Regions from separate parts of the Drosophila melanogaster genome. Here region 2 is linked to region 1. Evidence: chromatin contacts called from public Hi-C data. All regions are on one chromosome and are shown on one strand. The core of a region is the stretch at or near the end of the contact, and the rest is flanking DNA. Distances in the headings are between cores, read along the strand shown.

What was found. Hi-C and Micro-C count contacts between places; a contact is called where the count stands out from the background.
Region 2: a contact with region 1 is called in a Hi-C map of the Kc167 cell line, with 2.0 times the contacts expected there. A contact is called at or near these places in 3 of 107 Hi-C or Micro-C datasets (the Clone 8 cell line, the Kc167 cell line and the S2 cell line).

The regions. Positions count from the first base shown.
Region 1 is chr3L:14,597,293-14,602,588 of dm6, forward strand. It overlaps HGTX (HGTX,), which reads right to left and starts at 2,248. Exons shown (of 4, transcript NM_144357.3): 1 at 494-2,248. The coding sequence starts at 1,421.
Region 2 is chr3L:14,670,834-14,675,617 of dm6, forward strand. ome (omega) reads left to right here and starts at 2,006. Exons shown (of 10, transcript NM_001144483.2): 1 at 2,006-2,390. It overlaps dlp (dally-like), which reads left to right. Exons shown (of 8, transcript NM_206353.2): 8 at 1-776. CG43121 reads right to left here and starts at 1,604. Exons shown (of 1, transcript NM_001259829.2): 1 at 1,102-1,604. The coding sequence starts at 1,567. The coding sequence ends at 1,214. tRNA:iMet-CAT-1-4 (transfer RNA:initiator Methionine-CAT 1-4) reads right to left here and starts at 3,180; the gene lies at 3,109-3,180. It also overlaps CG4914 and tRNA:iMet-CAT-1-5.

The sequences.
Region 1 (5,296 bases), core at 998-3,497:
GCATACAAAATATCTATTGATTCGTGTCTGATACATATGTACATATATACACATATTTCAGTGTTGCATAATGACTAGGTGCATTGAATTGGGAGAGACAATTGTAAATAAACAGGTAGCGTATTATTATTTCATTTTTATTATGCAATTAAGTTTAATAGTTATGCGTTCAAATTAGAGCAAAGTTCTTCAGCATTAAGCAACACATATAGCAACTTTTTGGAAAGCGCTTAAATTTAAATGGAATATTTTGATTTTTCCAAATTTAGATTTATGTCAATAAAATTGTAAAAACAAGAACCATTGTTTATGTATTTTATTTTATGCATTATTAAAATGTGTGTTTTAACAAACATCTTTAAGAAGTTCGAAATTTATTAAAAGTCCCCAAATCATGGCCTTATACACTTTCTTCCTTAATATAATTGGTATAAAATAACAGGGTATAATATATAATAAACCCAACCCATATTAAATCCATTCCTTTACTCACCTCCTGTTAAAGCACTTAGACCCGCCGATGTCACCGGCGGTGGTTTGGAGAGGATGGTATCGATGCCGTGCGGATTGGGTGCACCCTGGCTGTTGGTGTTCGTAGTCGTGGTGGAGGACGACGATGAGCTGCCACCGGATCCGCGATCACTGATCAAATGCGAATTCGGGCTGTGGCTATAGGACAAGCCATTTGCCGACGCCGACGATCCACCGACTCCTTGACCCTTCATTTCCGTGGTCATCGAGTGAAGAGCGGCCAGCGGGGGACCGAGAAAACTCAGTGGGAGCTTGTGGTCCATGTGGTTATTGTTGTTGTGACATCCGGGGTTTCCGGCATGGTTGGCATTGTGCAAAGCCAGTGGGTTCACTCCATGATGGTGCTGGAACTTTGCCCTCTGGCTGCTGAGATTCTCGGGACTGTAGTCGTTCTGGCCCTGCGGCGGTGGACTGGCGGATTCGCTGGTCTGGCATGGATCCTCCGCTCCGCTGCTCCTCTGGCTCAAGGCATACGACTTGGCACTGTCCACACCGGGACTGGAATTGTGTTCGTATCGCGGAGATGGCGAGGAGTCAGAATGGAGTCTAGAAGAGGCGGGTGGCGGTGTCGTCGATGGCGAGTCCGAATCCTTGAGACCTCCGCCATGTGCCGCCTTTAGCAACATTAGCGGACTGCTGTTGTTGTTGTTACTGCTATTATTGTTATTATTATTATTGTTGTTGGCATAAACGGCCGCTGCCGCCGCTGCACTGTGGTAATCGGCCAACTGTTGTTGATAGTCCGCCGCCGCCATCGCATGGGCATGGACATCCGCGAAGCCATTGCTCATGGCCGCCGCCAAATGATGACGTTGAGCCGCCGACGGGGGACTTCCCTGGGCGGCGGCCGCAAAACTATGATGGCGCATATACGGATTTATCAGATCCATCTCGGGCGCTTCGTGGCCGTAGTCCAGGCACTCCGGGTGCTGCTGCGGTGGTGCTCGGTAAAATGCCGGCGGAAGGGCCAAGTTAAAGGCGGAATTGGCGGACAGCTGGAAGCTCTGGGCCAGCTGCTTGGCCGCCACCTTGGCGTCTGGCGGTGGAGGCGTGGGCGAGGGATTGCTGCTGCCACCCGCCGGCGTAATGCTCAGGAATGGACTACCCAGCTTGGGATCGGTCTACGGATAGGTATTCACGCGGAGAAGATCGAATCTTAACGATTTAGGCTTTTCAGTTTGGTTATAAATAGTATTTAAGCAATAGCAGCTTTTTGTTCAAATATTTTTGATTAATTACTTCTATGTAATTAAGACCAAAAAAATTATTTAAGGGGATATCCTGCTTTATGCTTATAAAACTTATTGAGTTCCTTAATAATTTTTTGGAAATTTTGTTTAACTACGTATTTTGCTTGAATTGTTTTCAATTATAATGTCAGCACTTCAGTTTCCGATGTACGCAGTATTTATATTTATATAGGGTTTTTAATATTTTCCGATCACGATACGATTAAAACACGTAAATCTATATATTCAAGATCAAATGATCAAATGATCTTGAATCCTTTTTAGCACAAGCACGAAACCGATTTTGTCAAACGGTTGAGCACGAAAACGTTTATTGTTCAAATCGTTCTTAGATTTTAAGAAACTACACTTGGCATAATCGATTTGAACGAGATCAGGCTATATGGGTAACTCCGTGGCCGGAAAATATCGTAGTGAATGAAGACCCGCGCGTGTCCGCTTGTTTAGGCCTACGACTAACGAATGATTTCGAAATTGACTCGACTGGCCCTCAGTCGCACAATCTCAGTTTCAATTTCAGTTTCGGTTTTTGGTTGGGGGTACGGCTTTCAACCCTCCGCATTCCGATTCCACTTCCACTCGCAGCATCATCTCTAGAGCGCGCGAGGGAGAGAGTCGTATATGGTTGTCTTGCTCCCCCATATCGATGTGTCTCTTTCTCGCCCACAAGAGTGTTCCACAATCAGTGTAAACATGAAATGCAGACTGGAACGCAGTGGCATTGGCACAAAACGAATGGGAATTTTATTATGTACATCATTAAAATCAACTATTTCGGATTCGGATTGGAGCCTGGGACTGAAACGGGAACTTATCCTGGCACTCTTGGTGTGCTTTGTCTCGCTTGCACCACCATCTGTCCTTTTCTGGCCAACTGTTTCCTTGAGGCTGAGTGCATTTTCATGGCTTTTTCCCTGGGTCGCTGGATTGTGGGTGGCCTTTTTGTCGACTGCGAATTCCGTTTATTTGTTTAAAAAGCTATAAATATTGAGACGAAGCTGGCAGCTTTTTTCGTTGGACTTATTCATTTAAATAATTAAAAATTGCGCTGGCGATAAATGAGAGCTATAAATGTAAACGAGAAACTATAGGTTAAAGTAGAAGTATTTCAACACTTTTTTTAAATGTTTGTTTGTAATTAATTTAATACAAAATTCTGTACTTAAGTAATATAACATAAATATGTGAAATGTTATTAATTCGCGAACTGTAAAGAATATGCCTATATAGTTTTATTTTTTAATTACTCTATATTTTAAGGATTTTTTTTAACCATATACCAAAGACACCTTTTTCTAGATTATCTTATAAATTATTTTCAGAAATGTGAGTCCCAGCACAGCATACCAACATATATATGTATGTATCACGTTTTGTACCGCTCACACTTTCATCACCGAACTGAATTAATACGCTAATTAACATTTTAATATTATTATGTGCCCGTCGGTGGGCCGGAGGATTGTTAACCCACCGACGGCCAACGAATTATATTTATGTTTATCTATATAAAAATACCGCTGTTGCTGGTGTTACACACACACACACATACTCTGACAGGCAGACGGGTGGTCCACATACAAATACAAAAATGCGCTTCATTTAATAATAAACTACACACAATTTTAATTTACTCAGACAAAACGGTGAGATCTCATAGGAATGAAATGGGATGTGGAATAGAGGGCAAGGCCACGCCCACTAAAATGAGAAAGGGAGAGAGAACTTGGACCGCCATTGTGAATGAATGTGAGTGAAAGTATGAAGGAGCGAATTCACTCAACCGTTGAGTGAGTATCTCTATCTTTTGCTGGTCATTTCCACCACAGCTTGTTGATTTTCGACTGTGTTCTTTATTTAATTGACTTTGCCGACCCATAAAAATGAAGACCTTAAATACTCCTGGAAGCCTTACCCATCCATTCGTCTCTCCTTTCGTAGTTCGTCTAAGCAGCCCTCATCTTTTGCTTTGATCTGAAACAATTCCCCATAAATTTATGCGTGGCAGAAAACATGTCATAGAATTTTCTTTCATCGTAGTTAACAGATCTTTAACGAAAAATATTGAAAAATTTACACTTTAAATTTTAAGGTTGCCTGTAAGCATTCAGCTTTAATATAAAAACTATTGAATTTGTTTAAAAACGAAAAAGTTAATTGTAAGATTTATATTATCAATATAAGTCGTTTGTCACTACATTTTTTTTAAGACAACTTTAAATACAAGAAAAACATAATAATACATACCCTTAAGAAAAAAAATAATATTTTATAAATTCATAACTAAATCCATCAAGTCTTTTTTACAGTATATTTACAGTGTTCATAAATTTCGGCCCCACAAAAAATCTAACAAGACACTAAAAACTTGGTTAAAGATAACAAAACTACACAAGCCCTAACTGTGATTGATTTATTGTTTTATTGTGCTAAAAAAGAGAAAATGAAAGAACTGAGATGGAAGCTGAGGAGCAAATTTAAAATTTACAATACCGATAAGCAGAGAATTGAAAACACTATTAAATGCCTACAGTTGGTCTCAAACTCGGTTCACATCTTTTGAGCAAGGCTGCGCTGGGTAATTAATAAATAATTTGTGAGATTTTTATTTTCTTTCACATGTTGGCCCTAAAATCTGAGCTCAACTGAGCCGAACTGAAAGGTAAATAGCCATGGCTAATGTCTTGGATTCGGGCTTATGGTATGGTCTGGTATCATTTGGGGATTACCCCCAACTCACAGTTCATTAAACTGCAAATGGAGGAAGGAGTTTTGGTTCTATGAATTAATTTTGCTATACTTGAAGGTAGCTGCTCTGAGCAATGTTGTTTACTTATAAAACCAACTAAGAGATATTACCATGTTAAAAGTTAAATAAATCAATTAGATTCTTTAAATCATATGCTTCCTAAAATCGCATTTTCAATATCCGACAAATCCAAACTAAAGGCTAAACAATCTCAATTCGAATCCCAGCCAATATTTGGTCAATAATCCTTTTCCAAATTTGAATTTCCCATTGGCCACATAACATCTGCGACTTTGTACCCCTTTTATCCCCCTTAAGCCGAAAACCGAAACCAACTGCTGACCAATCTATACACAACAGAATTTTCATTTCACACCTATTTGAAACTTGCTGTCATCTTTGCTTACTGTTATTATTATTATTATGGTTATAATGCGTTTCGGAAATGAAATTGGGGCAACCGCAGGATGCGAAGACTGACGCAGCTGGGACTCCAGTGCTTTCATATGGGAAGATATATATGTAAGTTTTTTACGCTCCTGGTCGGTCAGCAAAACAAATCTCAACATTTGGCATACAATTTGCATTATTTGATATTGTTTTTTTGTCTTCTTCTATTATTTTTTTATTCCTTTGTGTGCTTCAAAGTTAAGTCCGCTTGATGTATGTCAAAGTTACGTGCGCGTGTTAAAATCCTGTCTAATTTAATATCTATAAATCCCCGGCTATGACAGCAGAGGCCCAATGGGCAAAGGGTTATAAAAAA
Region 2 (4,784 bases), core at 756-3,255, 73 kb after region 1:
TTTTTTCAAATTTGAATTGGATGAAATCTCACTCTAAATCTAAAATTTAATTTTTGAAAACTACCAGATATTGTAAAAATCAGAAAATGCCTGATCTAAAGCGGTTCTTTAATGAGACCCGATAGGAGAAAAAGAAATTAGTGGAGGAGAGAGAATACGTAACGAGCCCATTTTAGTTTAGTAAGCCCCCAAACGCCCCTGTTCCCCCACACTCTAAGTCTAAGTGCGAAATTGTATTTTGTAAGCCAGAGAGTGAATGAATGTAGAAGTGAGTGCGTGTATGTCGCGGAGTGAATGCTTTTACCGAGTGTGAGTGCGAGCGGAGTGCCTGTTCAATGTGATCGTTTAGCAAAAATTAACTATAAACACTTTAGCCCCTAGAGACCTAAGCGAAAAACACACCTACACCTACATATTTAATTTGTATTATATTTATGCATACGCGCATATGTAATGTAACCAGCAAATTGCCACAGCACACAATTTCAATTATCACCGAAATGAAGAGCAATAACTAATTTGTAACTGTAGTCTACTGATAAACCTAAAAACTGAAGTCTTATTTACGTTAACATGGCCATAGAAAAGCGTCCGAGCCACGGCTTTTGTAATTTTGTATCTTTCGTAGACAGCCCTGACTTTTGCCAGCCATCAAACGCATTTCAAACTAAACTGTGTACACCTACATATTTATATTTATTTTTGATTTTTTATCGGTTTTTATATATTGTATTAAAACAAATGGAAAAAGAAAAAATACAAAAACGTAACAAAAGAAAAGAACTTCCGCTTTTAATTGTGGGGATTGATTTAGAAGGTGTTTCAAAAGTTCATTAACTCATGCCCTTAAAAACCGTTACTGTTATATGGCGTTGCCAGAATTGAAAAATATTTATGTATGATACATCTTCAGCTGTAGGTTTTATGAACGCTAGAGGTCGCACATGTGCCAATGTAAAAGTCGTTTGTAAACAAATTGCCTAAAGCGCAGAGTTTCTTAACGGAAAGTTATGCTTTCTTAAATTTTAAAAAACAACTAAGCTGAAGAAGACAAGTAAACAAGAAAACAATACACAGTAAGCAAGAAAAAAAATTCTTTTTGCCACGGTTTTTATTCTAACAATTAACAATTAACAATTTTCTGCCCGTTTTCCTCGTGTATAACGTATGGAAAACCGTAGCATTAATAACAATTATACAATGGAAAATCGCATTATTGATTTCCTGTGACTTCCTTGTCTACCTCTTCAATTTCATCATCATCTACCTTTGACCCAATAGCTTCTTCATTTGCAAATTCTGAAAGTTCTTTCTCCTGGTTGTCCAACTCATCCTCCAATGTTTCCAAGTCCTCATAGGTGTCTCCATTACCTTCGTCCAAAGCAGGTAAATTCAAGCTAGCCATTGAGTTCTCCACAGATGTAAGGCGGTCCAAGAGGGTCTTCAGGCGCTTGTCGATAGACTGGAGGGCTACAAGGCTCCCTTTGGTTTTCTCTTCAGTCTTTGTTAATAGCCCGAGGTCATGTAGACTTTTTTTCGGTTTCTCCGGAGACTCCGGGGAAAGCATATCTAAAATTTTTTTTTATTTCTTCTATGATGGGAATAATTTTAGAGACTGTCAATGATCGATGTATACCTTACTTCTATATTGTCAAAATAGTTAATATTAATGACTGGCCTCCTAGATTACCAAAATTGATAAATAAATACTTATTTTATGAGTATTGATTGATTATGACTTTGAGGCGCATATATTCAGAATACAGTTCTATCTAGCTGTATGCATATATTAGAATAAGTGACCAATTTTGGTATCAATTTTTTTCCATGTACCAAAAATACTCATTCATTCATATGACCGGCAAGTGGGAGAGCGTGGAAACTCCGAGATCGTGGCCAAGCGCAAAGGTCTCGAGATCTCAGGCGACGCTCCATCCGTCGGAATATCTGGCCTGATGGCTCTCTGTGTATCTTTGGGTGCGCGGGGAGCTTGTGGTGGCTTTTTCAGTGAGCGCGCGATCGGCGTACGGTAAACAACAACTGCTGCCAACGCAACGTGAAAAATGAACTGCGGCAAAGAAAATTTCGAAACGTAAACCTGGAGCGCCCCTCTGTGCACACGAAAATATATCTGTGAGATGCGCGAATGCGAATCTTGATGCATTGCAAAAATTTTGAATTTAAATAATTACGCAAGGCGCGGCACACGTGAGTGCGGTCGTGAAATGAAATGAAATGAAAAGTGGGCGAAGCGAAAGTGGAAATTGACGTCAATTTTCCTGTGATCACTGTGATTGTGATGAGTAACCAATTATAAACAAGTGAAAGACGACAAATAGATAAGGCTATCAGCAATCTTTCGGTTCGGTATCGTTCATCCGCAGTTCCGCGTAAGTTTCATTAGGCAAAACACTAAAATTTCATAAACAAACATTTGAAATGAGAAAACTTTTTGGTTCTCCGGCCAAAGCAACGTTTGACTTTTAAAGTCAACGTCTTCTTCTAAGCTCTTTTCTTTTCATCTTTTATTTGCCCCCTTGCGCTTTCAGCTGTTCGATGGAAACCAGTTTGCCATAGACTAGCTAGCTAATGTTTCTAACGATATTTGCTTTTTGGGCCGCATCAAACCGCTGAATGTTTAGACTTCTAACTGCAACTGTTGCTGCTGGCTGAAGGTTGTTGTGTCTTACACAGTTAGGCGCACAATTAACTGACTGCGGAGCAACAGTAGTCAGCTGTGTAATCTTCTAGGGATGACTAAAAATAAACACAAGTAATTGCTAAAATAAAGAATGGAAACAAAGTTAGCACCTTCTCAAATTTATCATAGCCTGAGTATATAAAGCCAGTTGTTTCGTCGGAAAGATTTTTAGACGTATTAACATATATGTACTTGCGGTTTCTTTCAATCTAACAATATTTAGGAAGGACTCATTTAAAGGTATAAATGGTTGGATTTTATATATAACGTGGTCAACTTTATCGTATATTTAGGTTTTTGATTAAAATTTATCATGCTCTCATAACGCATAATTGAAAGGCTATTACGGGGTTTTTCAATAAAAAAAAATATAAGCAAAAAATTCGCTCATGCGAATTTGTACCACATAGCAGAGCAAGGTTTCGATCCTCGGACCTCTGGGTTATGGGCCCAGCACGCTTCCACTGCGCCACTCTGCTTGCTTGAGGCCAACAGGCCATTGAGTCGATGTAATTACAAAGGACACTTTGTTACCAATAAAAGTAAAATAGAAATGCGCTTCACAGTACAGCGTTCTAACTACTGTATGTACGCATTAACTGTTCAGTTGTTGAAACTGTATACACATTCACTGTACGATTAAAGCGTATTCTTATAGTAATACATGAACACTGCTTTGTGGATGAGCAACAACAGAGCTGTTAAGAAAGCAGTGCACTGTAAAGGGTCACAAATGTATATTCGTCGGTAACGAGGTGTTCCACTTCTCGTTTGTAATTAACTAGCCTTGAGGTCCAGTACTTCAAGCAAGCAGAGTGGCGCAGTGGAAGCGTGCTGGGCCCATAACCCAGAGGTCCGAGGATCGAAACCTTGCTCTGCTATGTGGTACAATTCGCATGAGCGAATTTTTTTATTGCGAAATTTCGATGTTTATATTTGTACATAAAATGCATTTTTGCAATTAGTAAAGAAATTTCCTAGCCAAATATAAGACGCACTGATTAAGGGATTTCTAACCTACTGCATTGTTTATCTTTATTCAGTTGTTTTAGTATAAAAGTACAAAATATGACCTAAACTACTAAGGGATTAACTACAGACTAAGGCGAAGAATTGTCCACCGCTTTGAGCACTCTCTTTATGATATTAGTAATCCTCATCGCAGAAACAACCGTCTCGCGAGTTCTCCACAATCCAGTCCAGATATTTCGTGACTCGGGTATACACTCCTGGATAATTGGGTCTAGCACAACCGTTACCCCAAGATACTATTCCAATCTGTTCGAATCGCTTGTCATCTGGGCGAAGACGTACCAGTGGACCACCAGAATCACCCTGACAACTGTCCCGCCCACCAACGCCTGGATAGCCCGAGCACATCATGTTCTTAGTGATCATTTTCTGGGTGTAGTTCGTTTGGGCGACACATTCGTCGTTGTCGAGAACGGGAACTTCAACCTCCTGCAGTAAACAGGAGGGTTTTCCATCTTCCTTGAGGGTTCCCCAGCCCGTTGCAATAGCCTTTGTGCCCACAAATAGATCCTGGCGCTGTTCCACCCGTGGCAGGCAGATTGGCCGTATAAAACTGGTGATCGGCACTCTATCGTTCAGACGTAGTAGGGCTATATCATTGTCGAAGTTCGAGAAGCTGAACTTTTGGCTAAAGGCGCGGAGCACGAAGCGCGTTTCCGGGCGCTCCTTGTCATTGCAACGATCGTGCTCCCCGAAGGTCACTTTGATCATGAACCACATGAATCCCTTAACGCAGTGCGCCGCCGTCAGCACGTAGCGATCGTTGATTAGTGTGCCGCCGCAGTAGAACCTATTGAAGTAGCTCAGACGCGCCATCCATGGATACTCGCTGACGCCGGTCGTCGTACCGCCCACAATCCTGGACTCGTCATTGCGCTCTCCGCACCTGTCGATAGATAAAGAATATTACAACGTGAATAACTAAAGTCAGTTTCTAATTAATATTTATATTTTCACTGTAATTCAACTGCTATCTCATTAGTAACAACATTTACGAAGTTTATGCCTTTCGCGAGAAGAAAAAAATGGATTGGGTCAAGGGTGACGGGCC